6 separate regions of the Mus musculus genome follow, and all the other regions are linked to region 1. A link is a contact called in public promoter capture Hi-C and targeted proximity ligation data. All regions are on one chromosome and are shown on one strand. The core of a region is the stretch at or near the end of the contact, and the rest is flanking DNA. Distances in the headings are between cores, read along the strand shown.

Evidence for each region. Promoter capture Hi-C pulls out the DNA fragments that hold promoters and counts their contacts.
Region 2: a contact with region 1 is called in a promoter capture Hi-C map of liver, with 4 times the contacts expected there. A contact is called at or near these places in 6 of 39 promoter capture datasets (cranial neural crest, hippocampal neurons, liver and 2 more), 1 of 484 Hi-C or Micro-C datasets (pre-B cells) and 2 of 130 datasets of targeted methods (astrocytes and embryonic stem cells).
Region 3: a contact with region 1 is called in a targeted proximity ligation map of astrocytes, with 4 times the contacts expected there. A contact is called at or near these places in 1 of 39 promoter capture datasets (pre-B cells) and 2 of 130 datasets of targeted methods (astrocytes and embryonic stem cells).
Region 4: a contact with region 1 is called in a promoter capture Hi-C map of liver, with 2.9 times the contacts expected there. A contact is called at or near these places in 3 of 39 promoter capture datasets (the C10 cell line, cranial neural crest and liver) and 2 of 130 datasets of targeted methods (astrocytes and embryonic stem cells).
Region 5: a promoter capture Hi-C map of hippocampal neurons shows a contact between it and region 1, with 3 times the contacts expected there. A contact is called at or near these places in 2 of 39 promoter capture datasets (hippocampal neurons and pre-B cells) and 1 of 130 datasets of targeted methods (astrocytes).
Region 6: a contact with region 1 is called in a promoter capture Hi-C map of pre-B cells, with 2.9 times the contacts expected there. A contact is called at or near these places in 2 of 39 promoter capture datasets (hippocampal neurons and pre-B cells) and 1 of 130 datasets of targeted methods (astrocytes).

The regions. Positions count from the first base shown.
Region 1 is chr19:34,876,554-34,880,862 of GRCm38.p6, forward strand. Pank1 (pantothenate kinase 1) reads right to left here and starts at 2,902. Exons shown (of 7, transcript NM_001114339.2): 1 at 1,971-2,902. The coding sequence starts at 2,523.
Region 2 is chr19:32,756,150-32,761,187 of GRCm38.p6, forward strand. It overlaps Pten (phosphatase and tensin homolog), which reads left to right and starts at 1,428. Exons shown (of 9, transcript NM_008960.2): 1 at 1,428-2,374. The coding sequence starts at 2,296. It also overlaps the pseudogene Gm36566.
Region 3 is chr19:32,709,214-32,713,556 of GRCm38.p6, forward strand. It overlaps Atad1 (ATPase family, AAA domain containing 1), which reads right to left and starts at 3,085. Exons shown (of 10, transcript NM_026487.3): 1 at 3,053-3,085.
Region 4 is chr19:36,923,575-36,928,584 of GRCm38.p6, forward strand. Btaf1 (B-TFIID TATA-box binding protein associated factor 1) reads left to right here and starts at 2,505. Exons shown (of 38, transcript NM_001080706.1): 1 at 2,505-2,827. The coding sequence starts at 2,814.
Region 5 is chr19:37,373,859-37,378,168 of GRCm38.p6, forward strand. It overlaps Kif11 (kinesin family member 11), which reads left to right and starts at 2,524. Exons shown (of 22, transcript NM_010615.2): 1 at 2,524-2,809. The coding sequence starts at 2,736.
Region 6 is chr19:32,483,916-32,488,660 of GRCm38.p6, forward strand. Minpp1 (multiple inositol polyphosphate histidine phosphatase 1) reads left to right here and starts at 1,854. Exons shown (of 5, transcript NM_010799.2): 1 at 1,854-2,644. The coding sequence starts at 2,026.

The sequences.
Region 1 (4,309 bases), core at 1,652-4,151:
CACTTAGCTTCTGACACTATACACAGGCAGAAAACTACATTTCCTTGTCTTTTAAAATAATTCCTATGGCTTTGAAAGCATAGTTAAGGCTCAGATTAGTTTTCGCTTCTTCAAATCATTGTTAGAGATTGTATTTTAAGCAGTGCAGAGTAAGGTATGATGATCCTAGCACTTGGGAGGTCGAGGTCTGAGGAATACCAAGAGTTTCAGGCCAGCCTGGGGTTGTATCACAAAACACTGTCTTGAAAATACCAAAAGAGGCCAGAGAGACAGCTCAGTAGGTAAGGGCCCTTGTCACCAAGCCGGTCAATGTGAGTTTGATGACCCGAGTGTGATCACGTGTCAGGAGAGACCAGCTCTTCAAAGTTGTCCTCTGACCTCCTGGACTGCCGAGCACGCTCGCATCCACATACCCACCACCACACAGTAAGTGTTAGAAAATGGGAAAAAAAAAAAAAAACACTAAAAGAAAGGTCTTCAAACCAGTGACTGCCTATCTACCATCCCACCCCCAACTCACCACGTAGCTCAGGCTGGTCTCAGGCTAGGGAGTCTCCTTACTCAGACTCCCCAACTTTTCTCTTAGAGTCTAGTTACTGTTGTTGAAAACTATAATAAACTCTTTAAGATGGAGATCAGAGAAATAAATAAAATGTGGACTCAGGGAAATAAAACAAACGAAATAAGACACGGGTATCAGCCAATCTCAAGTTCATAAAATAATTTTCCTAGAAACTATAAAAAGTATGTAAAACAAAAACAAACAAACAAACAAAAAACGCAGATGCTTAATAACCGTCTAACAGCCATGGCCAAATCAAATCTGCTGGGCAATTCCCAAACTCCACACAACATTAACATTGCAAAATGTAAGCACTGGATTCACCCAGACGTGTTAAAGCGGTTCCCAACGTTTTAGAAACGAATGCATTGCAGAAAGGCTATGAAAACTATGAACAGAAAGATAAAAATTATAAGCAAAGACAGGCGAAGGAGTTATGCTGTTTTCCAAACATCAACCTTTTACAGAAATTGAAGCCCAATTTAATCATTTCCCAACCCAGAACAGTTAATTGATATGCAACAGGTACCCGTTTGAATCCGATCGCTCACTACCGTGGACTCTACTTACTTTGCTTTCTGCCATTTACAAGCTTCATTAAAGACACCCACAAAGAGGTAACCAGTTGAATGGAGTTAGGCTCAGATAAGGAAAAAAAACAACAACAACAAAACAAAACAAAACAAAACAACTCGTAATCTCTACCTACAAACTGACATCCCAGAATGTCAGGTGGGGAAGGTACCCTTTACAGTCTACCATTATATATACAAGTCTCAGGTTGTGAAACAACGCACTTTTTGGAGTTGTACAATTACAAACACTCAACTCGACCCACTCCAAGGGGAGGGGGGGAATCCACCTGCAATCCTCATTGGTCCACACCGTTCCGGCCCACATGGTGTCAGTGGGTGTTTCCCTCTACACCAGCCGTCTCACTGGCTGTGTGGAAACACTGTTTAATAGGCTGTGATTTGGGGGATTGTCAAACTCCACGCCTCCTTAAGCTTGCCAATGGGCCCTAGATACTGGCGGTTACTCTGCGATTCAAAGGGCAAACTGGTAGCCTGAGATGCACGCCCCAAAAGATGTGCTCGGAGAAGGGAGCAGTGAGCCCCGGGCTGTGCCAGCCCGCCCTCCTCCTAGTCCCAGACCCAAGATCAGTCGGGTTGTTTGCCCCACGGCCACCAATAACAGCGGGCAGTGCGTTCTCCCAGCCGCTACGGTGACCGAGGGAGCAGCTCCAGCTAGTGTCTGACCGACCCAGTAGGCGGATCGGACTAGACAGGCGCCACCGCGGGCCGCCACCTTGGACGCCCGACGCCTCTAGGGAGGACGCAGTCCAGAGCGGCACTCTGTCGCCCCCCTCGACCGCGGGCACCGGCGCTTCCCTGCCGGCAGGACTTACGCGGCCTGTTCTTCCTCCCGGAGTCCATCCTCCTCCGCAGCCGGCATTTCTTGGCCGGAGAATCATGCTGGGCGAACAGCGGCTGCGGCTGCAGCTCGGACGGGAGCTGGAAGCGTGGGGCCGGCGGGTCGCGGCTGCTGGCGGCCGACGGGTGGAAGCCGTTGTGCAGCAGCCCGTTCACGGCGGCCGCGGCGCCCTCGGGGGCCCCCGGGGACTGCAGGGCCGCGCGCTCGTGTTGCGCGCCGCGGTCGCCCATGCCCGGGACCGGCGGAGCGGTGCGCGGGCTCCGGCTCTGGCAGCCTCGCTGGAGGTCACGGTCGGCCGTTCCCCGATCTTCCGATCCACCCTGGGGCTTGCTCTCCCGCAGCCTCGGCGCCGCGGTCGGGAGCTGGTGGCCCCGGCGCTCCTCCCCTCCTCCCGTCGGCGTCCCCACGTCTTCGGCGAGCTGGGCCCCGCGCACCGGGCTTGCTGCTCTCGCCCGCAGCGTGTCGGCATCGCGCGCAGCTGCGGGAACCTCGGTGGACCCCGGCCGGGGAGCCCGCCTCCCCCTCATCCCAAGGCCGAGCCACTTCAAATGCGGCTTCCTCGCCTCCCAGACCTGTCCCCGCCACTGAGCATGCCCAGTCCTACCCGCCACCGCCACCGACGAGTTTCAACGTGCGGAATGAAGTTCTCGGGGTTTGCGAAGAGGAGATAGGCGGATGGGGCTTTGTGTGGCGGAGCGAGCCTAAAGGGTACTGGGTGAGGTAGGCACGAGACAGCCAGAAGCCTCGGGAGGAATGCCGGAGGAAGCCAGATATTTGCAGAGGTTTCAGGTTTGCTAATCCTATCCCCAGTGGGCTAGTACCTTCACAAGGTCACCCATGCTACATCCCCGCCCCACGAAAGTGTGTGAGCAGGCGCGCGTGCGTTAATGTGACCAAACTACTCCCAGGTCTGAAGGGAGGGAAGAGAACAATTATTTATAGAGAGGTAGGCAGCCTTGGAGAAGGAGGGGAGTGAAATTCCTTGGTTGGCACACTCACACAAACAGCATGTGTTCTCGAGTTGTCGTTTGCAGAGAGGAAACCTAGGAAGAGAGAGAAAGGACAGTGAAGGACAAAACTAGGCAGGAATAACCGGTGCTAGAAGAAACCAAGTAAACAGAACCGATCCCAAGCTATAAAAAGCGCATTCCTCACCCAGAAAAGACCGGCAGGGGACAATGCCCTGTTCTGTTATTTATGAAATAAAAAGTTGCCTTGGTTATGAGAAGGGGAACCAGCACCATGATAGCCCTCAGAGTTAGCCCCCAGTTCCCAGTTCCGATTCCCACTGACACTGAGCAAAAGACAAAGTCAGTACTTAACACACCTGTTATAGGCAGTGCCCAGCAAGCGGGACACATTTGGGTATTGGGGACTTCTTGAGGCCTTAGCTTTTGTGTCTGTCCAAAGGGGACTCTTGTGTGTCACAAAAGTACCTAATATAACCTTTGCACATAATAAATGCCCACAAGAGTCTAATGTAGACATTAAAGTCAGGCTGGGGATATAACAGTCAGACACTTCTTATCATGGGATTCTGTCCCTACGAAGGAATAGAGAGAACATAACGGCAGGCTATTGTTTCCAATGACTATGAATACAGCGGGCAGAGGCCAGGCCCCTCACTGAATTTGCACATCACCAAGCTCAAACTAAGCTCTTTGACCCTCTGAAAACATCTGTATTAAAGAGGTGAGAACCGAAGTCTCCAAAGGCCAGCTTCAACAACTTGAACTTCCCTCTACCTTAATCCTAGCAAAAGTGACCTGTGATTAGCCTACCCACCCCTTGAACTAAATCCTCCATGGGTCCAAAACTGGCATTAGCTGTGCCCGGGGTTTACATTTGGTTTGAGGATTTCTTCTGGCAGAGCCCTTCCCAAAATCAACAGGTTCAGAATCAATGAGGCCACTCTGTTTCATCCACCTGTCATTTCAAATCAGGAAACCAAGGCACAGAGACATAACTGAGACTAAGACCAAAACTAGAACTTAATCCCTGTTTCCCTGCTTCCTTGGGCTTATATGATTTGAGAAATTGCCTTAGGTAATCCAGCCTCAGCCCATCTGATTTTTGTCCAGTTCTGTACAACTTGCTCCTTCAGGCTTATAATCTCTCCCTATTCCTATAACCCTTTATACCTCCTTCTTCTGGCTACAAAATACACATAGCCTACCTAGTAACACAGCCCTGCATCCCAACTACTCGGGAGGCTAAACCTCCTGAGGAGGAAGACCTCAAATTGAAGTCCTGCCTTAACTACTTAGTTCAAGTCAGTTTTCGTTACGTAATGAAACCCTGTCTCAAAAAAAA
Region 2 (5,038 bases), core at 178-2,677, 2.1 Mb before region 1:
TGGGGACTCTCCGCGTCAGCGTGCACAAACCGGCGGCGGCCAGCAGAGAGGGGTGGCGGGGGCACGTGCTTGGATGTGGCTGCTTGTGTAACCAGCTCCCCAGGCGCTCGGCCCCGACAGCGCTCCTGCGGACGGCTCGTGGATGCTATTCTCTGCTCCGATCCGGCAAGAGAGGGGTCCAGCAGACCACACGGGAGAAGGAGGCGGGGGCGATCACCTAATAGAGCAGAGGGGACCAAGCTCCTGCCCCAGGAGCACACAGATAGGGGAATGGGAATTTGGAAAGTTCCCCAACTAGGACCACACGTGACCTCCTCCTGAAAGTAGTTCCGACCGCGGCTCATGTATCCTTCCACCTCGCCTTTGAGCCCTCCCAGGCCTGCTCGCCCCGCCCACTCGCTGGCTGCAGCTTCCGAACGTCCCATACTCCACACCCGGGCTCAGTAACCGGGTCCTCGAACATGCAAGGTCCGACAGGGTCAGAACCTGGCCATCGCGATCCAATTCTGCCGGGTTTTCATAGCGGCCACGAAGTGGGGATTGGGGGTGGGGGCTTAGCTCTTTGAAGACTGAGCTTGGCTGTGATCCGGTAGACCCACCGCTGCGGGGAGCTGCGGGTCTCATCACCGGGCGGTGGAGGGGTGTGTGTGAGGTGCACTCTATTCACGGAGACCCACTTTGTCCAACCAGGGGTGTCCTTTGGGCCCTGGAAACTCAGGGGAGATGTGAATGTACACGCCCCGTATGCACAATCATCATGCTTGGCTGGGAGCGTTCATCTTTCGGGCAAATGAACCCAGCTGCCTGGGAAGCAAGAGGCGGGGCAGGGAACCGGAGCCCGATGAGGTGACCCACGCGGGAGACACAATAGGGGTTGTTCTTTGTGCAAAGACTGACACCTTGAGGACACCGTGAGGGGGAGAGGTGTGTTATCTAGGTAAAGACTGTCGCCGACAAATCCTAGCGAAGCACTGCAATCTGACCACAGCGCAGGGCAGGGAATGAAAGCCGTTCCGAAGAAACGCAGGGACAGACGCAGGAAGGATAATCCTGCCCCTGAGGCTCCCGGAGCACCGACCAAGGCGGTCAGCTAGTGCGATCCACCTGTGAGCGGTCAGCGATTGTGCTCAGCGCACCCTCACTCGGCCCCAGCCTGTTGTACCTTTGCCGGGTCTCTCTGCGCTGAGGCCAAAGCCGGCGTAGCTCCGGGAGCGAGCCGCGGACACACTGGGCATGCTCCGCGGCGTTCCCCGCCCCTGTCCCTTCCGACGCCCCGCCCCGCCCCGCCCCGTCCCCGGCTCAGCGCCCGCCTCCCGCCCGCCTCCCGCCTCCCCTCCGGCTTTCCGAGGCGCCCTGCTCTCCCGGCGGGGCGGCGGAGGGGGCGGGCTGGCCGGCGCACGGTGATGTGGCGGGACTCTTTGTGCACTGCGGCAGGATACGCGCTTGGGCGTCGGGACGCGGCTGCGCTCAGCTCTCTCCTCTCGGAAGCTGCAGCCATGATGGAAGTTTGAGAGTTGAGCCGCTGTGAGGCCAGGCCCGGCGCAGGCGAGGGAGATGAGAGACGGCGGCGGCCACGGCCCAGAGCCCCTCTCAGCGCCTGTGAGCAGCCGCGGGGGCAGCGCCCTCGGGGAGCCGGCCGGGCGGCGGCGGCGGCAGCGGCGGCGGGCCTCGCCTCCTCGTCGTCTGTTCTAACCGGGCAGCTTCTGAGCAGCTTCGGAGAGAGACGGTGGAAGAAGCCGTGGGCTCGAGCGGGAGCCGGCGCAGGCTCGGCGGCTGCACCTCCCGCTCCTGGAGCGGGGGGGAGAAGCGGCGGCGGCGGCCGCGGCTCCGGGGAGGGGGTCGGAGTCGCCTGTCACCATTGCCAGGGCTGGGAACGCCGGAGAGTTGCTCTCTCCCCTTCTCCTGCCTCCAACACGGCGGCGGCGGCGGCGGCACGTCCAGGGACCCGGGCCGGTGTTAAGCCTCCCGTCCGCCGCCGCCGCACCCCCCCTGGCCCGGGCTCCGGAGGCCGCCGGAGGAGGCAGCCGCTGCGAGGATTATCCGTCTTCTCCCCATTCCGCTGCCTCGGCTGCCAGGCCTCTGGCTGCTGAGGAGAAGCAGGCCCAGTCTCTGCAACCATCCAGCAGCCGCCGCAGCAGCCATTACCCGGCTGCGGTCCAGGGCCAAGCGGCAGCAGAGCGAGGGGCATCAGCGACCGCCAAGTCCAGAGCCATTTCCATCCTGCAGAAGAAGCCTCGCCACCAGCAGCTTCTGCCATCTCTCTCCTCCTTTTTCTTCAGCCACAGGCTCCCAGACATGACAGCCATCATCAAAGAGATCGTTAGCAGAAACAAAAGGAGATATCAAGAGGATGGATTCGACTTAGACTTGACCTGTATCCATTTCTGCGGCTGTTCCTCTTTGCTTTTCTGTCACTCTGATAACGTGGGAGTAGACGGATGCGAAAAATTTCTGTAGTTGGGGTGACTATAACGTTTAATTCTGGGCGCATTTCTAGATCGTGCATATTGTGTCTCTTCCAGTGTATTCAACCTAGGGAGTGTTCGGCTAGACGGAACTCATGCCTCCTTGCAAGTGTCAAGGCACGGATTGTTTTCTTGTCGAGCTCTGTGGTCTCTTCTTAAAATCTATTGTCCGGTAATACAGAGTACTGTACACTGGATTAGCGAGCTCGTCAATCCAGCCTTCTAAATGAACTAAAAAAAAAAAAAAAAATAGACGCTTTGGGTTGTGCATATTTCGATTAGATCGTGACTTGGGCCCTAGATCTAGGGTGTAGATGAGATTAAAATGAAAGTCCGTGCTGCACGTAGGCATGTTGCCTCAGAATCTTGCAGTGATTGTTTTTAGTTTCCTGGGTTGCATTGGAAGATTTTTCTGAAATGTGACTTGTGGACTGATTTGCATAACTTTATAAGCATAGTCATCGTCAGCATGGACGGTGCACATTTGAGGGTAGAAGTAGTTTTGTGTGTTTAAACCGACGTAATTACAAATTTGGAGCCTGCATTTGGAAGTTTTGTAGTTTAAAATCAATAGTGCCAGAATATATATCATTGGAGCTTTTAATAGAACTTTGTTAAATTAGACTTTCTTTCCTGATGAGATGTGGGATAGGATATGAAATTTGCATTTCAGTGGTATGTTCCATTCATTTGACCTCGCCACACTTGATAGAATGGAGATCGAATAGTTTTTGATCCCAGATGATGATGTCTGTGAGTCCAGGGATGCTTGCTGTGTGTGGCAAATGACTGCAGAGGTTAAACTCAGTTCTCACATGAAATTTAAGTAGTAGCGTGAATTCGCTGCTCATATTTTTTGTTTCAGGTGCTCTGACTCGTTGGCTTATCAGTGGGTTTTAGCCTGATTTGTGCAGAACGTCAAGTATAATTTAGCCCGCTAATATCCAGACAAACTGGCAGGAATGGATCACTGGCTCCAGATTGTAGGTATGCTAGCTCTCTGCATGCAGTAATTTACTGAGTCAGCTTGTTGAATAAGACAGAAACCCAAGAATTTTAACGTTGTATAGTTCTGATTGTCTAAAAGTTAGGCCTTTGTACTTCAAAAGTTCGTGGTTTAAAGCATTTATCTTTGCAGTTTCAGGTATGGTGCTGGTTATGATCAGGGGTAGGAAAGAGAGCCCTCCTCTTTTGCAGAGTGGGAAGTGTTGACAGAAATTGAGAGCTTTGGGGAGGCCAGTGTGCAAGGTGTGCGAAAACACAAGTTGCAGGTCTGAAGTGACTGAGCCTTTAAATGATTGGGCCTTTTGGTACAACCCAAAATTTTGTTATGTGACTTGTAGCATTGAACAGTATTTAGTTAAAATTATGTAATTTTATAATTGGTGGTAAGGTATTCTTTGTAAAAATTATTTTTTAGTTAATATTAGTAGACATTTTCTTAAGGTGGAAGGGCAGCAGCAACTTGTCTATACATGTCCTGCTAATAGATCACTATGGAGAACTTTGTTTATTAATTAATTTATTATTTTTTTTGAAGAAATATTTTCATTTGGAAGAGGTTTGATGGATTACATTAGTGGCATATAAAATGCATAGCTAATTTTGATTGAGTTTTTTGTTCTGACATGAAGATGAAACTCTCACTGAAGAGCTGGCTTCACACAGGCTAATTTTCTTTCGAGCTAAAAATACAGTTTGAAAGGAATCTTTAATTTCCGAGTTTGCGTTAATTGAGAAGCTTTACTCAGGATGAACTTGACCAAAAGATAATTGGTGAGCATTCTGAGTTGTCACTTGCTTCAAGGCAGTTTACTGTTGGTGTGAATTAATGTTAATAATCTCGATCTAGAAGGAATTAGTCAGGTATCTATTTAATTAAAAAAAAAAAAACATTCAAAGAAAAGTCTAGAATGCCTGGTAGGCAGACTTCTTGTAGAGTCCAAAGTACACTTCTGCTTTGCCTTCCTTTCCCCAAAGGACTTCAAGATTATTTTGTAAATTTTTTTTTTTTGTCTGAGCAGTGACGTGATTGCAGTTCCTTATTTGATTTCATACTGCATGGGCTTCTGCACGTGCAGTTTATGTGGCTGAAGAAATCCAAAGCTCTCCCTTTAGTTATGGTATGCGTAGAAAGCAGCATCAAATACTGCATCAAATGACTAATAACAAACTCTTAATTTCTAGAGCTGTGGTTTGATGGAGCCAAATGTTGATGTGAGAACGAGTCAGGAGGGGAAAAAGTCAGCGAGCCTTGCTCTTCTGAGAGGTGTGCGCCCCTTAGTTCTGAGAAGCTAGGGAGAGGGCTTGCTTGGTTCCTCATCAGGGTTTTCTGTGTTTGGGGCAGGGATTAAAATGGTCATTGAAGATTTGTGCTGGTCAGTGTTGGCAATGAGGTTGGCCAAGTTAAATTTCATTATGAAAGTAGTAAGTTGAATATTTTCATTTGCTGAAGGCACAATTGAATTACTGTAGGAATGTGTTGGTTGGAAATTATTATTTTTTTTTTAATATATAAAACTCTGAAGTCTTTTTTTTTTTAAAGATTTATTTATTTTTATTTATACAAGCAC
Region 3 (4,343 bases), core at 1,835-4,334, 2.2 Mb before region 1:
AAGACAGCATGGGATACAAGAGACCTAACCAACTCAGGAACAGGGGAAAGGGAGGTGATGTGATTGCGTTTAAACATGGCGCATCCCTGAGCAATGACAACAATCAGGTTTACAGCAGGAATTAGCTCCAGGGTCAAAGGCAACACTTTCACAAAAGAAGATTATCAGGAGTGACGTGACATCACATTTTAGGAGACAGCGGTTAAGAGCACCAACTGCTCTTCCAGAGGTCCTGAGTTCGATTCCCAGCAACCACATGGTGGCTCACAACCGTCTGTAATGGGGTCTGGTGCCCTCTTCTAGAGTGTCTGAAGAGAGCAGTGGTGGTGTAAGAAAACAATACTCATACATATTAACTCACCTAGAAATAAATAAATCAGGATCCGGACTGCTCAGGTAGGTGCTGAGTGAGGACTACACTGACTAATATCCACGTTCCTCCTACTTCTAAAATAGGTTTTCTTTTTCTTATTACTGCTGAGTTAAAATACTTCTCACTGGCTTCTCTGGAATAGCTCTAGCATTTGTTTATAGTTGTGATACAGAGAAAAACCTCCCAGTTCTTTCAGCCATCCAACAGTACTGTCAGACTTGTAGAGCATTCTTGGCTACTGGGAACCATCCGTACCACAATCTTTTACACAACTGCAAGCTCTCATTCTGGATAAAGAACCTTTGGTCTAGGATGTTAAGTAATTCAATAAGAACTTAAAGAACATCTATATAAAAAGAACGTACTATATTTGATTTATAATGGCTACTATATAATTACACAAAAATACAGTGCAGCTAGATTACAAAAAAAAAAAAAAGGGAACTGATTTAGCCACCAAATGATAATTGCCTCATGTAACAATTCACAGTATGGCTAAGTATCCATAGGATTATCCACTTGTATAGATTTCGAAAAATAGGATGCATGATAATCAACTTCTCAAAGGACCTGAAAATTTCACTTTCGTTGTCTATATCTCAATAAAGCTTCAAACATAGTTGATAATAATAATGCAACAGATGGGGTAAGGGTTTTGTTAACAATCTGTGAAGTCATGACATTCCAATAAAATGTTTGGTTTTTTGGTTTCAGTCAGAGCTGGGTATAGTGGCACAAGCCTGTGAATCTCAGCGGACTATTAGGAAGACTGAAGGGCCAAGGTTAAGGTGCAAGGCTAACCTGGGCTACATAGGGTTCAAGATAATTCTAAAGTACATAAAACATCTCTGCCTCCAAAAACCAAGAGTTTAAATCAGCATGTTGAAATTGCCATCTACAGGGCAGTCACTGAATTACAAGATAAATCAGGGCTATAGGCTATTCCTAAAGCATATTTCCTTAACGTCATGAAGACACTAACAGATTTTGTTTTTGTTTATGGAGAAAAGGTTTCTCCACGTAGTCCTAGATGTCCTGGAACTCACTCTGTAGACACAGCTATCCTCAAACTCAGAGATCCACCTGCCCCTGCCTCCCAAGTGCTGGGATTAAAGCTGTATATCACCATACCTGATGACAGTAATAATTTTTTACTCCTATCAAAACACCACCAGGGCTGGAGAGATGGCTCAGCGGTTAAGAACACTAACTCCTCTTCCAGAGGTCCTGAGTTCAAATCTGAGCATCCACAAGGTGGCTCACAATCATCTGTAATTAGACCTGATGTCCTCTTCTGGTGTGTCTAAAGATAGCTACAGTGTACTTAAATATAATAAATCTTTAAAAAAAAAAAACACCACCAACAGACAAATCTCTTGCTTACATATCTTCCCATTCCAATATTAACATTGACTCTAGGCAGATTTAAGACTACTCTGGGTCTAGGCAGAGGTTGATGGTGGTAGCAGCAGCTAAATTTGAGTGAAGAGGTAGCCCACAGAATGGGAGGATATCTTTGTCAACTGACTGACTGAGGATTAATATCCAGAATATATAAAGAACTCCAAAAACTGTGGCTGACACCTTTAATCTTGGCACCTGGGACGTAGAGGCAAGCAGATCTCCAAATTGGAGACCAGCCTGGTCTTCAGAGTTCCAGGACAGCCAGGGCTACGCAGAGAAGACTTATCTCAAAAAACAAAAAAACAAAACCAAAAACAAAACAAAAAAAAAAAAGACCACTGCTCATCATATCCAAAAGTGACTTCGAAATCCTGAAATGAAACGGAAACGTTCTGCTGTGTGGACAGTGAATGGAAATATTTTATACAGTCTCCACAGATGAGGTACATACCCATCTATCATTCATAAAGCACTGATATATCTGCAAATTGGCTGCAAATGTGGAGAATGTATTTCAATTTTGCATAGACGCTAATTTTAACAAAATATACACATTGCTGTATATCACTAAGAAACACCACTAGACCGGTGTTAATTCAGAATTATCTTTAAACGCATATCATTTTAAATCTTTTCCTGTTTAGCTCTGGTTTCAGTGTGGATACCCTATCTCTGAGCAACTACTAACGTTTTTACTGCAGTATTCCCTAAGTCACTGCAGTGTGCTCCAAATGGTCTCTCAACTCAAAGTCCCAGCAATTCTGTGCCTATCAAGGCCCTACAGTCGCAGACTGTGACAATGAATTCCTGCCAGGCTTCGCGGAGAGGGCAGGTCATTATTAACATCAGCATGTTCTGGGAAAGCATGGCCAGCACTGAAGAAACACCTCCGCCTTTGCACAAAGAGGGAGGAGGAGAGGGGCCGGCACGAGCGGACCGGCTCCTTCCAGCCGCCTTCTTACAAGCCTAGCCCTGAGGTCGCCCTGAGCGCCCCCGATCCTCCAATGACCAGGCCGCCTACAAGAGATGTCCTTGCGGGCAGCCGGAGTCTCCCGCCAGCGCTGAGACCTGAGGGCTCGCGCCCGGCCGGGCGCCAAGGCGAGGCCCCGGACGCCCTTGGAGGTTAATCCGCTGGATCCGGGGCGGCGCTCAAGTGTGACCGACGCGGAGGCAGGTGACTACCGGGCTGGTCTCCCCAGGTGAGCGCCAGGCCCTGGGGGACCGGGAGGGATGGGGGACGCACCTGGCCCGGCCCCGCGGGAACCCGCTACTCACCCAGAGGCAGGACCAGAGACGATGGGAGAGCCGTAGCCCGGCCTCGCACAGGAAAGAAACGCGGCCGGGGAGAGAACGCTTCCGGGGGCTGGAGCCCCGCCCCCCACCGCACGGAGCATGCGCGATCCCTGCCGAGCCGGTGGCGTGCCAGCCAAGGCATGGCGACGCAGTGCGGGGCGAGCTACTTTCCCCAACCTACACCTTAGTACCCGCTGGGCCGATAACATTCAGAAAGGTAGATAGGATGAACAGGGTGCTCCCCAAAGGGCTCTGAGTTCAACTTGAGAGACTCAGAAACTGAATTGGGAAAGACGCTTGACACATGAAATCCCTTGCTACTCTGGAGCTGTACGCAACCCTGACAGAGGAGCCTTTTACAGAAGGCAAAGAAATGCTTCCCTGGTTTGATAAACTTCCACCACCACCACCACCCCCCATCCCCGCAGCAAGTCCTCATGATGCTGCTCAGACGCGCATGGCCTCACCATCTGCCTTTCGGTTTCTAGGGTGAGCTCACCCTCCTCCCCCATCTCTGTACTGATGACACCTGGAGGCGGCGCCTGAGAATCCACTGAACGCTTGAGCAGCCAGGCAGACCAGGGAGGTCTGGCAGTTGGGTCAGAATAGGGCATCTGGTGACAGGTTTTGCATATTGATGACTTTTTTTTTTAACCCCTTCCTCTTGCGAAGTGAGGGACGTGACACCAAGATTCCAAGGAACCGTATCTGAAAGCCAGCCCCTTCTGAATGTATATACACTACTAAGGAACAAGAATAAGTAGACACACTGCCCATAAACAAAAGGAGCATCATCACTTCAAATAAAGGCAGTGGGACTATGAAGGAATAAGACAGACTTCTTAAGACCTTTTTATATTCCTGGAGGAGGCAGTTTGTTTCGCTCTGTTTTCAGGATTATCTTTTAAGGCTAAAGAATTCTACAGCCAAGCTGGGATTGGTGTCACATGCCTGTTTTCCTAGCATTTGGGGTGGCTATGCAAGGAGGATTGCTTTATACCCTGGACCACATAAGTAACACACTGCTTCCTCCCTCTGCTGACAGTTATATTAGTAAATGATGTTGTTAATAGCTGTGGAGAGACACAGCCCAGAAGTGCTGCCAGAGCCTGGAAAGTTCCTTGTTAAAGGACTTTACTGGAGTTCGATAGAAGAACACAATAGATGGAATGAATCAATATTAAAAAGAGTTTGGTTTTTTTGTTTTAATTTTAGACTGGTTTACCCAGCACAGTCTTGAATGGTCCAACAATGGCTGTCCTGGTAGCTTCGC
Region 4 (5,010 bases), core at 1,255-3,754, 2.0 Mb after region 1:
GGCTCTGGCTCAGGGACTGAGTGGAGCTGGTATCAAATCAGGGGAGTAAGGCAGAGTGTGTTTCTACAGCCACTATAAACTGGGGATATACATGGATCCTCAAGAAATGTATAGGTCTAGTAGTCAGTGCCATGCTTCTCAAAGTCAGCATGCCATAGAATTATAAATGTATTTCATTATAGAACACTGACCTAGAAGCTGGTGGGATCTGGTATCATAAGTGCTATAATGCACTAGATTTCTTTTCAATTCCATTATGTGTAACTTCAGACAACCATACTGTCAAAAATTGTGAACTAGTGTTATTTTCCCCACTCCACAGTTGAGGAATTAAGATACAGAAATTAAGTAACTCGTTCAAGGCTATGCTGTTAACAAAAGGAGTCATCAGAAATGGAGGTTTAGCTCAGAGTCGCACTGTGCCTAGCATGAGCCAGTCCCTGGACTCATCGGCTTAATGAGTAGGGTTGAGTGCTTATTCGGCAGTCATTTGGTTCAGTGCTGTGTGTTCCCATCTAGTCCCTACCAACTCCATCAGCACCATTATTTTCTTCACTTCCCAGATGTAGAAATGAAACTTAGTGATATTATAAAAGTTCTTTGGACACATAGTTGTTATGTGTTATGAGAAAGGACTTAAAAATGAGCCAGTTCAGCCAGGGTGGTGGTGGTGGTGGTGGCACACCACACTTTTAAATCCAGCACACACGAGGCAGAGGCAGGAGGTCAGGGCCAGGTTGGTCTACAGAGGGAGTGCCAGGACAGGCAGGGCTACACAGAGTAATTCTGTCTTTAAAAAACAAAAACCAAACCAACACAAAATGAAATCAAAGTCAGTAGTTAAGAGCACATGACTGGTCCAGAGTGCCTGAGTTCAATTCTCTCAGGAAGCTCCAACCACCTGTAACTTCAGCTCCAGGAATTTTAGATAGTCTCTGGCCCCCTGGCCTCTGTAGGCAGAAGCTACACACATACACATTTTTTAAAAATCTATTGCCTTTGGGGAAAAAAACCAAGTTGATAACAATAGGCCTTTCCTCTCTTCAAAGCTTTAGACTATATATATATGTATATATATATATATGTGTGTGTGTGTGTGTATACATACATATATATGTGTGTGTGTATATATGTGTATATATATATATATATATATACATATATATAGTTTTATTTATATGAGTACACTGTCCCTCTCCTCAGACACACCAGAAGAGAGCATCAGATCCCATTACAAATGGTTGTGAGCCACCATGTAGTTGCTGGGAATTGAACTCAGGACCTCTGGAAGAACAGCCAGCATTCTTAACTGTTGAGCCATCTCTCCAGCCCTGGACCTATATTTTTTGATACTAGGGAAAACATATAGAAAATGTAAACTAGATCATTTCTCTTGCTCAAAACACTCTTCTATACTTCGTATAGAACCCAAATCCTGGGCTTCTAGCCCCACCGTGGAAAAACATCACACTACTTTATAGCTTTGCCTTGTAATGTAAGGGGTAATGTTAGTCACCTGTGCAATACTTTAGCAAGTACTTAGTTCATCTTTTCCTATACAGATCTATTTTACAGTTCACCAAGTTCTTGTGAACTTTCCTGGGTTCATGACATCCCTCCCCACCTTCCACAACCTTTTACAGTGCTTCTCATCATACAGATGACAAGCAGACTCAAAGCCTGAGACATAACTTCTAAATAGGTAACAAGAAGCTAGTGGGCATGTTTTATAAGGAAGGGCGACAGGACAGGTGCTTTTGATGATTAATCTGTCAGTGGCCTATAAACTGGGCTTGCCGAAACTAGAGAAATACTAGTTTGACTACTGGCATTAAAAACAAATTCTAAGGCTATGGTAGTTTACAGAGGAGTGTTTGGCAGTGGAGGGACGGAAGGAGGAAAAGACGGGAAGAAGGGTGATAGGCCTAGGCAAAATCATTAGCAGTCCCTTCACCATTTATGCAGAACTTAATGGTAAATAATAGTAAACACACACTTGAGCCTCCTCCCACCCTCTTCCTCGCGGAACCACACTGCAAATTCTTGGCCCGGAGATTGCTTTGTAGCCCAGACTGACCCCCAATTTCACAATCTGCTGCCTCAGCCTCCCAGGTGCTAGGATTATAGGCCTGCACCACCCTAGCCAGCCCTCGGCAGTGTTTCCTTCTTGACTTCATCCCGCCCACAGCATCGCGACCTGGGCCGGAGTCTCCTTTCTCCAGTTTGTTCCTGTTTGGAAGCCGCCTAGCTGGGTAGTAGGGTCAGGATGGAGAGAGCACTTAGAGACCGAGGTTTGGAACTTTCGGAACTTTAGCTAGGTGATCTTTATCGCTCTCTGGAAGATCAAGACCTCTTTCCGTTTCTCCCATTAATCTTAAAGACTGGGAGCCGGGCTCCCGATCCACGCTGCCAACCCGCTCCCACTGCCGCGGGGCGCTGCTACATTCCGCTCGCCGGCAGGGAGTGGGGATGGGGGGGGGGGGAAAACGTGCCGGTGACGTCACTTCCGGCGTGCAGACGCTAAGTCCGGCGTGCCGGCGTCTGCGTCAGCAGAGAGCGGGGCTGGGGGCACCCGGTTTGAAGTGGTGCGGGTCAGAGCGGCGCCGCCTCCGCCCGTGTGTGGGACCCTGGTCGCTGCGGAGACGAGCTCCGGTGGCCGGCACATGCCGGAAGGCCCGTGCGGGCCGCTCCACGCCGCGCCGCCTGCCGCCCTGCGCCCGGCGGCCTGGGCCTGCGCCGCTCTGCTCGGGAAACGAACGCCGGAGCGGCGCGGCGTGTAGCTCCCTGAGAGTTCCGAACCGCCGGCGCCGGCCATGGCGGTCTCCAGGTGGGTGTCGCCGCCCGTCAGCTAACGGGGAGCGCGCGCGGGCGGGCGGGCGAGGCTGTCGGTCGGCTCCCGGCGCGACGGTGCGGGGCGTGAGCGCTGCTTCTCGTTCGCTCGCCCAGACTTCCGAGGCTTCCCTCGGCTGGCAGGCGCTTTGGGCTCGGGTTACCCGGAGAAGTCGGCTCACGAAGCGCTTTTTCTCCTGGTTAAATGTGACTCGGCGCGTTCGATCTGGCTTTTTTTTTTTTTTCTTTTTTCCTTTTTTCTTTTTTCTTCACCACGTTGCTCCTCTTTGGTTTCTCTTCCCTCTTTGAATTTCTAGGCGAGTTTCTTTTCTTTTTCTTTCGTAGTATCAAAGTCTGTTCCCAAACCACCATTTCACGGCAAAACTTGGTAGTAACTGTCGATGGAGGCGGGGGTTGAAACACTGTTATCTAAGAGACCATCTGGTTATGCTAAATTTTAAAAAAAATTTACAGCGTAACGGGTATAGTCTTGCTCACTTTTTTCTTGAGGTCTAATTCCTCCTTTTTGTTAAGCAGTAAGTATTCTGTCAATCAGCGTGTGGTCTTAAGCAGATGACTATTTTAGCATCTTTCCCCAAGCGTTATCACAGATCTTAAATTATTGTAAAATTTTGCCCACGTGGAAGAGTCTGGGAAAATTATGGAAAGACGTATAAACATTTAACTTGTGTAGCTTCTGATGATAGAATGAGTTGAAAACTTGGAAATGATTTTGGTGTCCCGCTGACGTTTAAGTCGTCGGGATGGTCTCTCCGTGTTTAGTCATTAAGAGTTACCAAAGTCCTTTAGGGATGATGAGATAATGAGAATTGAGTCCTTTCACCAAATGGACTGAGGGAGATAAATGACGAAAATAAACAGCTTTCACTAATTTTTCGAAATTAGTTGAACACATTCCTTTATGCACACTCTTATAAGGAAGGAGTAACCCAAGTCACACACTCCCTAGGTAACTGATGAAATAGTGTGTGGGAGAATCCCATGGGAGCTGAGTGAAGGGAGTTGCTAGGTACTGGTAGTAGGGACAGCTAATTTTTATTTCATAAGCAGACTTAGTGGGAGAAAGACTCTTATTTCAGCACCTATGAAACTGCTTTAAGAGAATACAAGTGGCATTTATTTCTGCAAGTACAGATAGATTTATCTTATAATTTATCTTCCATGTAAATGCATAAATATATACACCAGAAATATGTTGGTACATGAGCATGAGATTTAAAGTCTCTTTTCTGTCTTCTCTTTCTTCTTTGAGACAAGGGGCTCATGTAGCCCAGGCTAGCCTCGAACTCAGAAGGAGCTTTGGTTCTGGGATTAGAGATGTGGTGTTACCTGGCCTTCTCAGGGTTTTTTAATTTAAGGGAATTAGTACTTCCTTTCGTGAAGTAGGTTTATATTTGTACAATGTTGGAAAGCGTTATAGAGGCAAAATGATAGTGCTTTAAAAAAATTGATCTTTTTCGCTTAGCACTAATCTATAGATCCAACTTTTGAAAGAAAGAGTGGGCTTTAAAGGCTTTTGGTCCTCATGATCTGCTTTCAAAGAGAACTGCTGTTTGTTGTTCCTGTTTTTTTTTTTTTTTTTTTAAAACTCACTGCCATAATTAAAGCCAGCCACATTTTATAGAAGCTTCTTCCATGCTTAGTTTAGTAATCTAAATGTAAGCGAAGGCTTTGGATGCCTTGCTTGGGAGGAGGTATTGGACTTTTAAAAATATTTGTGGATTCAGTTTGAAAAACAAACTTTGTAGTTTCAGGTCTGATGTCATGCACTAAGCATAAGTCTGTGCTGAGTAAGCTCCATTTTTCTCTCGTTGCTATTGTGGAAGTGGGGATTCCTTTAAGTACTTTTATGTAAAATAGGCAGAATGTAGTTTGAGAAATGGAGATCGTGTGCCAGAATCAAATAAATACTTTTGCTCTGTTTATGTCAATGCCCATAACTGTAGAGAAACCTTATATTTTTAAGACCCCTTAACCTCACCCCACAAGGGTTACTCTGTGTAACCTTGGCTGTCCTGGAACTTGTTCTGGTTCTGTAGAGTACACTGGCTTTGAATTTAGAGATCCACCTGCCTCTGCCTCCTGAATGATGGGATTAAAGGTATGTGCCACCACTGCCCAGCATTTTAAGATTTTATAAACATTGGTACTGTTGCTCCT
Region 5 (4,310 bases), core at 1,274-3,773, 2.5 Mb after region 1:
AAAACCAGCGAGGGGTGTAGATGGTAGAGTGCTGGTCTAGCACAAAGAAGCCTTGGGTCTGATGCCCAGTCCAGTATAAATAGGTATGGTGGTAAACACCTGTGATCTCAGCACGGGGGAGGTGGACGCAGTATGATCAAAGCCATCCTCAGCTAGCCAGTGAGCTGGAGGCTAGCCTGAGCTACATAAAACCCATCTCAAAAAACCCCAAAACAATGTGAAGAAGGACCCAGATGAAGTTTACACTCAGGTAGGAAAAAAAAAAAAACCACAACATAATTATAAAGTGTAGTGTTAAAGAAGCAAATAGCAAGTTCCTTTAGACAGGATGGTCAAGTTTTGTTTTTTCTAGGGTCTCTTGTAGTCCAGCCTGGCTTGAATTTGCTAATCCAAACCCTGAGACTGAGATTACAAGCTTGTTCAACCAACCCAGTAAAAAACAAACAAACAAACAAACAACCCCACCAAGCCATGGGGGCTGGTGAGATGGCTCAGTGGTTAACAGCACTGACTGCTCTTCCAAAGGTGCTGAGTTCAAATCCCAGCAACCACATGGTGGCTCACAATCACCCGTAATGAGATCTGACGCTCTCTTCTGGTGCGTCTGAAGTCAGCTACAGTGTACTTATGTGTAATAATAAATACATAAAAACAAAACAAAAAAACCACCCAAACAAACAAAACAGTCTTTAAAAACCAGAAACTGACAGAAAAATGAGAATGAGGAAGGCATCCAAAGTGCCAATGGACTAGAGTTCCACTGAGGCGCTGGCACTCGTAGTACAAGGGGAGACAGAGAACAGGGTAAACACCACCTTAGAATAGTGGTCTGCATGAATGACCCTTTCACAGGGGCCAAGCAAGCCCATCGGAAAACACAGGAATGGTAAGACCTTTTGCATCTAATTCCAAAAGATTAAAAAAAAAAAAAAAAAAAAAAAAAAAGACAAAAAGACAAAAATCATGGGATGCAGCACTCGGGAGGCAGAGGCAAGTGGATTTCTGAGTTCGAGGCCAGCCTGGTCTACAGAGTGAGTTCCAGGACAGCCAGGGCAATACAGAGAAACCCTGTCTCGAAAAAAAAAAAAAAAAAAAACCCAAAAAAACCAACAACAACAAAAAAAATCATGGGCTGGAGAGATGGATAAGAGCTGTTAAGAGCACTTCCTGTTCTTCCACAGGACCTGAATTCAGGTCCTAGCGCCCACTGTAGGTGGTTCACAACTGACTTTTTAACTACAGTTCCAGGGCATTCAATGCCATCTTCTGTCCAAGGGCACCACCACACACTTGGAGGACACACACACAGACACACTACCCCACACATAAATAAATAATCTTAAGCCACACCCCTCAAAAAAAAAAAAAAAAAAAAGCAAACAAGAAACCAGCCAGGACTGGTAGCTCATTCTTTCAATACCAGTATGCAGAAGGCAGGAAGATCATTGAGGATTCTCACAGGGCCAGCCTTGTGTTCAGAAAGATATCTTGTTTAAAACAAACGAATAAATAGCAAATGATGGACATAACACAGTTTGATACTAAACTGGAAATGTATGAAATGGACGCTTGAACTCCTGATCTTTCTGCCTCTGTCCCTATATGTGTTTGGTTTGCTTTTTAAAGGATATTTGCTGAGTGAATGCAGTAGCAGGGAGGAGAAAAAAAGGGTAGCAGTAGGAACATCGAAGGAAGTCATTCAGGGACGAGATTCAAAGTCTTGGAGGAAGGTGATTGCAGAGGAAGGGTCTGGTTAAAAACACGTGTTGAAGTGAGAAAGACTGGCCGGAGGCAAGGGTATAAAGATGTTCAATATGTTCACTTTGTGGGACATTTTGAGATAGCAGTGAGTCTCTGGGGCTAGCTTTTGTTTTGTTTTTGTTTGTTTGTTTTTGGAGACAGCGTTTCTCTGTGCAACCAGCCCTGGCCGTCCTGGCCTCGCTTTATAGATCAGGCTGGTCTGGAACTCGGAGAGCTCCTCTGCCACTCCTGCCTCCGAGAGTAGTTTACCAGTAGACAGTTGGCTTTGCTTAATCCAGAGGACCAGGGATCTGGAGTGCGGAAGGCGGGTATTTGGCGAGGTCGGCGGCGCTTTCTCTGATCCTCGCTAAGTTACATCGGAGAGGCTAAACCGCATTTAAGATCCCGCGAAACAGAAAAAGCAGCTCCGGAAACCCGATGAGGCGGAGGACTCGGCTTTTCTGTTTCCCCGGTCCCCACCTACACCTTAAACGGCCGAGTTGTTCGTCACCTCTCTACGGAAAGCGAGAAGCCTCGGAGGGCGGTAAGGACCCAGCGAATGCGGCGATGTAGGCGTCCCAGGCCCCAGAAGCCCGCCAGCGGCAGCACTGAAAGCTTGCACAGTGAACTTCGGACTACAGGAGCCAGCCTGCACCGCCATCCATTTCTTCGGGTCACGCCCCGTCGTCACCACAGTGACGACACGGCGTCCCATGATGCCTCGCGTGCCGCTCTGCTATTGGTCCGGTCAGTCGTCTCCATTTTTCAAAATTGAGGCGCGGAATCGTTGCTGATTTCGGAGCAGAGGAGGAGGTTCGTCCTGTCCGGCTTTTGCGGGGCGGCGGCCACGGCCAAGAGGCCTGCGTGGACCTCGGGGACGCCGAGCTGCGAGTCTCGGTCCTCGTGGCCTTGGCAGCACCGGGTGAGGAGAGGCTGCTCCCGGTTCTCACTGTGTCTGAGTCTCCGCTAGGCCGGCAGGTTTTGGCTCGACCGTCATGGCGTCCCAGCCGAGTTCTTTGAAGAAGAAAGAGGAAAAGGGCAGGAACATCCAGGTGGTGGTGAGATGCAGGTAAGGAGAGGCTGGGACGAGTCCGGACGCGGAGGCTTAGCTTTTGGGCTAGCCGTTCCGGAGAGCGATTTGTTTACCTTTCTGAAGGACACCAAGTCATCGGTTTCTGGGGCTCCCCGTGTTTTGTTCGGTAAACATGCTACCACGTTTAGTTCTAAATTAGGGTTTGTCTCGGGGGGGGGGGGGATGTTGGTGTTGGTTAAAGTTAAGCTGCAGTCACAAAGAATTTGATGGTTGCTCTTCGCTGAAAAGTGCGTTCCCTTTTAAAAGCCAATGTCGCCGAAAATTTAGCTGTCATTGCTCTGTGCTACCCCGTCCGAGTTGTCAGTTTGGGAATAAAGCTTCCTACTTACTTTGCATGTAGTTTGGCGCTCACCTTGGGGTTATTTCCACTTCGGAAAGACTAATAGTTCTTTATTCTGTGTGTTTGGTCCAATAGATGAAAGTAGGTTTGCTTTTAAAAGGGAACGCACTTTTCAGCGAAGAGCAACCATCAAATTCACCTCTAATAACCAAGTAGACATTGCTGAATTTAAGCTAAGCTGTAAAATGAGTTTATGAAACTCACGAGCTAATGAAAGTACATGGCTAAGGTGCAGCATCTTTTCTCTTTCTCATTTTTCTTCTTCTTCTTTTTTTTTTTTTTGGTTTTTCGAGACAGGGTTTCTCTCTCCTTCTTTCTTTCTTTCTTTCTTTCTTTCTTTCTTTTATCTGCCTTTGTTCATTGACCAAAAGACAAAATTGAGAGGAGGGAGGGTGTGGGGTTCAGCTCTCCCCGACTGACATCCAAATAACTTACCCAGAGTTTTTAATTTTTTTGAATTTTTGTGATGTTACCGAGGTTGGTCTGGAACTATATGTTAGCGTACTTTACTGTCTCAGCCTCTCGGTCGTTTAGCTGGGATTGCTGGGTGACAAGTGTGTGCCACTGTGTCTGCCTTTTTTTTTTTTTTCCTGAGACTGGCCTCAAACTCCGACTAGCTCCCTGCCTTAGTTCTGAGTTCTGGAGTTATAAGCAATTCAAGTTTCAGCTACCAGACCCAAGTTTTTAAACTAGGTGACGTGTGTGTGTGTGTGTGTGTGTGTGTGTGTGTGTGTGTGTGTGTGAGCAACTCTAGGCTTGCCAAAGATACTTAATTGCTGAACTCTGGAGTTTTAGTTACTTAATTTGGAACTTTCATTTTAATCAACAGGAAAGCAGACACACTTAAGAATTTAGGAAAAAAAAAATTAGGCAGATTTAGGCAGGCAGTTGTGGGGCACACCTCTAATCCCAGCATGTTTTACAGATCGAGTTTCAAGACAACCAGGGCTACAAAGAGAAACTCTGCCTCAAAAAATTTTTATTTTTAATAATGGGTATATATTCAGGTGTTTGCACACATACGTGAGTGCTTGTGGAGAGCAGAAGAGAGCACCACCTCTAAGGCCAGAGTTACAGGTGGTTGTGAGTCACCCCCAGGTGTGGGGGCTAGAAACAGAACTCAAGGTCTCTAGAAGA
Region 6 (4,745 bases), core at 604-3,103, 2.4 Mb before region 1:
CATACTTATAGTAGCTCTAGTCACAATTACAAGGAAATGAAATCAGTCTATATTTCCATCAACAGATAAATAACAACAGTACTTATATACACTGGGATTTTACTCACCCATATAGAAAAATGAAATTTTCCCAAAAACTGATAGAACTGGAAGACATTTAGGCTTAAAAAAGCAAACACATTCTCTCTCATGTTTGGATTTTAGTGTATATATGTGAGTGCTTGTTGACACTAGGAAACTAAAAAGGGGCCCAGGAAGAACAAAGGAAACTTTGTAAGGGTGAGGAGTGGGCATGGTTCTAGAACACATTTGATAAGGAATGAGGGACACTGGGAAAGGGCTTAAGTAGGGGATCCAAGCTGGGCCATGGAGGAGAGGTCAGGGCTGGAGGAGGTTCAGCAAAAACTAAGCATGTATGAAAAGGGCACAAGGAAACCTACTGCTTTGTAAACTATCAAAGTACAATTGAAAAAAATGTCTTATACTGAAAACAAATAACAACGCAAGCACCTTAGTCTATAAGGTGTAAGGCTTAAAATTCAATGAATACTAATTTAAGTAACCTCCTGTGAAAAGTAAGACTGGTCACGAATTTTTAGTCATTTAAACACTACAAAATGACATATCAAAAAAAAAAAAAAAAGCACAGTTCTGTTAGAATTCCCCCACTCCTGAGCCTTAAAATTTCAGCATTCAAGTTGGAATTTACTCTGGATTTTTATAACATTTTCTTCTTGGTCAGTGCTTAACAGTACAATTTTCTGTACCATTAAGTACAGATGGTAACTGTCCTTATGAGAAAGATCCAATGTGGCCAATGTGGTTAAAATCTCCTTGGGTTTGGATCATTTTATCATTTAATAATCTTCCTTAATTGTCATACATACTGAGGTTTGGGTAGGAAAAAAACAAACAAACAAGGTATTTAGATTCAAGATTTTTGAGTCCAAGATTCGGAGCTATGTGGCCTGACAGACACTCAACTGTTGGGGTTGACTCAGTGACTGAGTGCTTAATGGTTTTGAAAAAGACCCCAGTTTAGTTTACAGTACACATGACAGCTCACAACAGCCTGAAACTCCCGTTCTAGGGACTCCAACGCTTTATTCTAGCCTTCGTGGGCTCACAAATGTTGTACATATAGTCATGCTAGTTCACACATGCACATTTTAAAATCTCAACTGATTTGCATATCTAACTACATGGGAGAATATGGGTGTTTCCTCCATACAGTGATGAGGTCATATTTAATAATGGAGTGCATCTGTGAGGCCATGATTCAGTGTGCTCAAATTATAAGGACGGCTGTTTCTATTCTCTCAATGGCCTTTGGCATAAACAAGCTTACAATCTTGAGGTGGTGTGTCAGCTCTAGCCTACATTAAAATCATACTTAAATTGAAGCCCAGGGCTTAAATTTCTGAAGGAATAAGCCCCTTTCTAAATTCATGGCTCTGAGGTGTCCTGCTTATTTTCAAACTCTTAACAAGAGGGTCGGGGGAGGGCGTGTGCTTCAGGAGGTATCTTGTAAGCAAAGGCCACAGACGTTCTTTCTCGAGGGATCTTGAGACTGATCGTTCAGGGGCCACATGTTGAAAACACACCGTAAGGGACAAAAGCCATCTCCTATAGCTTCTCTTTTGGTAGAAGCCGGGCTACCTACTAGAAAAAGGAAAGGATTCATGTGTGCTCTTTTACCACACCGAAAAACCTAAACAGCTCAGGAATCTTTGAATCGGTTCCTGAGGCGCCAAGCTGCCGGACAGTCGCCCACGCTCCGGGTCAACTGACGCCGGCTCCACCTGCGCCCGGTGTCACACGCTCGTCGGAGGTTTCCGCCTCTCCACTTGTCCACACCGAAGCTCCGAGACGATCGGCCACACTCGCTCGGTGACAGCACCGGAGACCACGCTTGCCTTCTGAGGTTCCCGGGCCGGAAGTGCGCTCTGCTCCCGCCCCCGCCGGCGGATCCGGAAGTGGGGGTCGGCAAGCGGCGCGCCGCCCTCCGCGGGGCCCCCGGGCACGATGCTTCGCGGCGCGCGCAGCCACCTCCCGGCCTCGGTAGCGCCCGCCGCGGTCCTGGCTGCGGCGCTGCTCTCGTCGTTCGCGCGCTGCTCTCTCCCGGGGCGCGGCGACCCGGTGGCTTCGGTGCTCAGCCCCTACTTCGGCACGAAGACACGCTACGAAGATGCCAACCCCTGGCTGCTGGTCGATCCGGTGGCGCCGCGGCGGGACCCGGAGCTGCTGGCGGGGACCTGCACCCCGGTGCAGCTGGTCGCCCTCATCCGTCACGGCACCCGCTACCCTACGACCAAGCAGATCCGCAAGCTGAAGCAGCTGCAGGGGCTGCTGCAGACCCGCGAGTCCCGGGATGGCGGGAGCCAAGTGGCCGCCGCGCTGGCCGAGTGGCCGCTGTGGTACGGTGACTGGATGGACGGGCAGCTGGTGGAGAAGGGGCGGCAGGACATGCGACAGCTGGCCCTGCGTCTGGCTGCCCTCTTCCCAGACCTCTTCAGCCGGGAGAACTACGACCGCCTGCGGCTGATCACCAGCTCCAAGCACCGCTGTGTGGACAGCAGCGCCGCCTTCCTCCAGGGGTTGTGGCAGCATTACCACCCAGGACTGCCACCTCCCGACGTCTCAGGTGACAGCGCGCTCCGCCTTCCCTAGACTGCGGACTCCCTCATCCAGCCTCCCCTCGTGTCCCTTTTTGTCACCTCCCTTTCCCGCTTGCGTTCTCGGGACCCAGGATGTGGACTTGGTTGTCTCTGTTGTTTTAGTAATACGCTTGTCCATTCACTCATCAGGTGTGAATTCCTAGCATTTTCTGCGCAAGAGTGCAGTAGGGGACGCTGGAGACCCAGCTAGAAGGAGGGGAAAGAAAGTATCGCTTCTCGTTTTACATTCCACATTCCCAAATCGCGTTATCCCCCCGAGTGCCAACCTAGCTTCTTTTCCCTTCCTGGCAAGTAGTTTAACACCTGGGCGCACTTAATAATATAGAACTTTCTTCCTCCCAAACTGCTTGTGAGAATTGGGAGTTTTGTTGTTTTGTTTTTTTGACACAGGGTTTCTCAGCCCTGGTTGTCCTGGACTCGCTTTGTAGGCTATGCTGGCTTCACAGAGATCCACCTGCCTCTGCCTCCTGAGGGCTGGGATCACAGGACTTTTGGCTTTTTTGTTGTTGTTGTTGTTAACAACATCTTTTCCTGTGTTTCGACATTTACAAGGATTTTTTAGGAAGCTGCTCCTCAAAGCCTCTTTAAGCCTTACTTAGGGTTAGGGTACCCTGTTTCGTTCTTGTGTTTGCTGTAGTTTCCCTTGTTGTAGCTGTGGTCCGTAGTCACATGTATATTACCTCACCTACTTATTCCATTATTATACGGCTTCGGGATTTCGGGGCACAAGTAGTGGAATCCTCATTTCACAGGTGAAGAAGCCAAGAGTGTGTCCCCTTCATCACCCTTATATAGTGGTGAACTAGTCAGGCCCAGTATCCAGATTTGTGGCTTTTCTAGAGTGGTGAGTTTTCCTTCGGAAAATGTTTTAGCTGTTGCGGCAAACGGTAACGCTTTCTGTGTGCCGAGCATCCTGTACACTGGGCACTTAACACTGCTTTATGAAGTTGCTAAGTGTGTCCCCTGCCAATCTCACGCACAAGAAATGAAGCAAAAGGTACCAAATAATTTGCAGATTTTCATACAGTTAGACAAGGACCTAGGGAATCTTATATAGAGCTTGCTCTCAACGCTATGCATACGGCTTCCCTGTAAGATAACTTGAAGAAAATAGCGTGGGGGTTAGGAGTGGATAAGTGTTAGCAACTGCTTATCAGTTTGAGCCTCAGAGAACTGAAGCAAGGACATTAGCCGACAAAGACTCAAACAACAGAAAAATTCAGTTTCCCATTTCTCCCCTAATACTTAAAAACCTCTTAGAGATTTCCACATGGTTGTGTGTTGTGTTACTAATTTGAATAACTCAACTGGCTGATGTATGTATGTATGTATGCTTATTTGTTGAGTATGCTTTTTAATTATGGCTACTTTTTTTTTCTCATTAGATTGAGTGAACATCTTCCTAAATCCATTCAAATGAACTTGAGTGTCAAAACTAGAACATTTAAAGTAGCACAACAGGGCTGCTGAGATGGCTCAGCAGGTTCAGGGGCTTGCAGCCACGCCTGACGCCCTGTGTCGGGTCCCTGGGTGCATGTTGTGAAAGGGAGAACTGAGTCATGCTAGTTGCACACTAAATGAACACCAATAAATCTCTTTTTTTCCAATTTTTTATTAGATATTTTCTTCATTTACATTTCATATACTATCCGGAAAGTCCCTTATACCCTCCCCCCGCCCTGCTCCCCTACCCACTCACTCCCTCTTCTTTGTCCTGGTGTTCCCCTGTACTGGGGCATATAAAGTTTGCAAGACCAATGGGCCTCTCTTCCCAATGATGGCCAACTAGGCCATCCTCTGCTACATATGCAGCTAGAGACATGAACTCTGGGGGTACTGGTTAGTTCATATTGTTGTTCCACCTATAGGGTTGCAGACCCCTTCAGCTCCTTGGGTACTTTCTCGAGCTGCTCCATCGGGGGCCCTGTGTTCCATCCAATAGGTGACTGTGAGCATCCACTTCTGTGTTTGCCAGACACTAAAAGCACAATGTACACTGTGTAAAAATATATTGGACCTCGTAGGCTAAATGAATTTCTGTCTCAGATTGTATTGCCAGAGATCAGA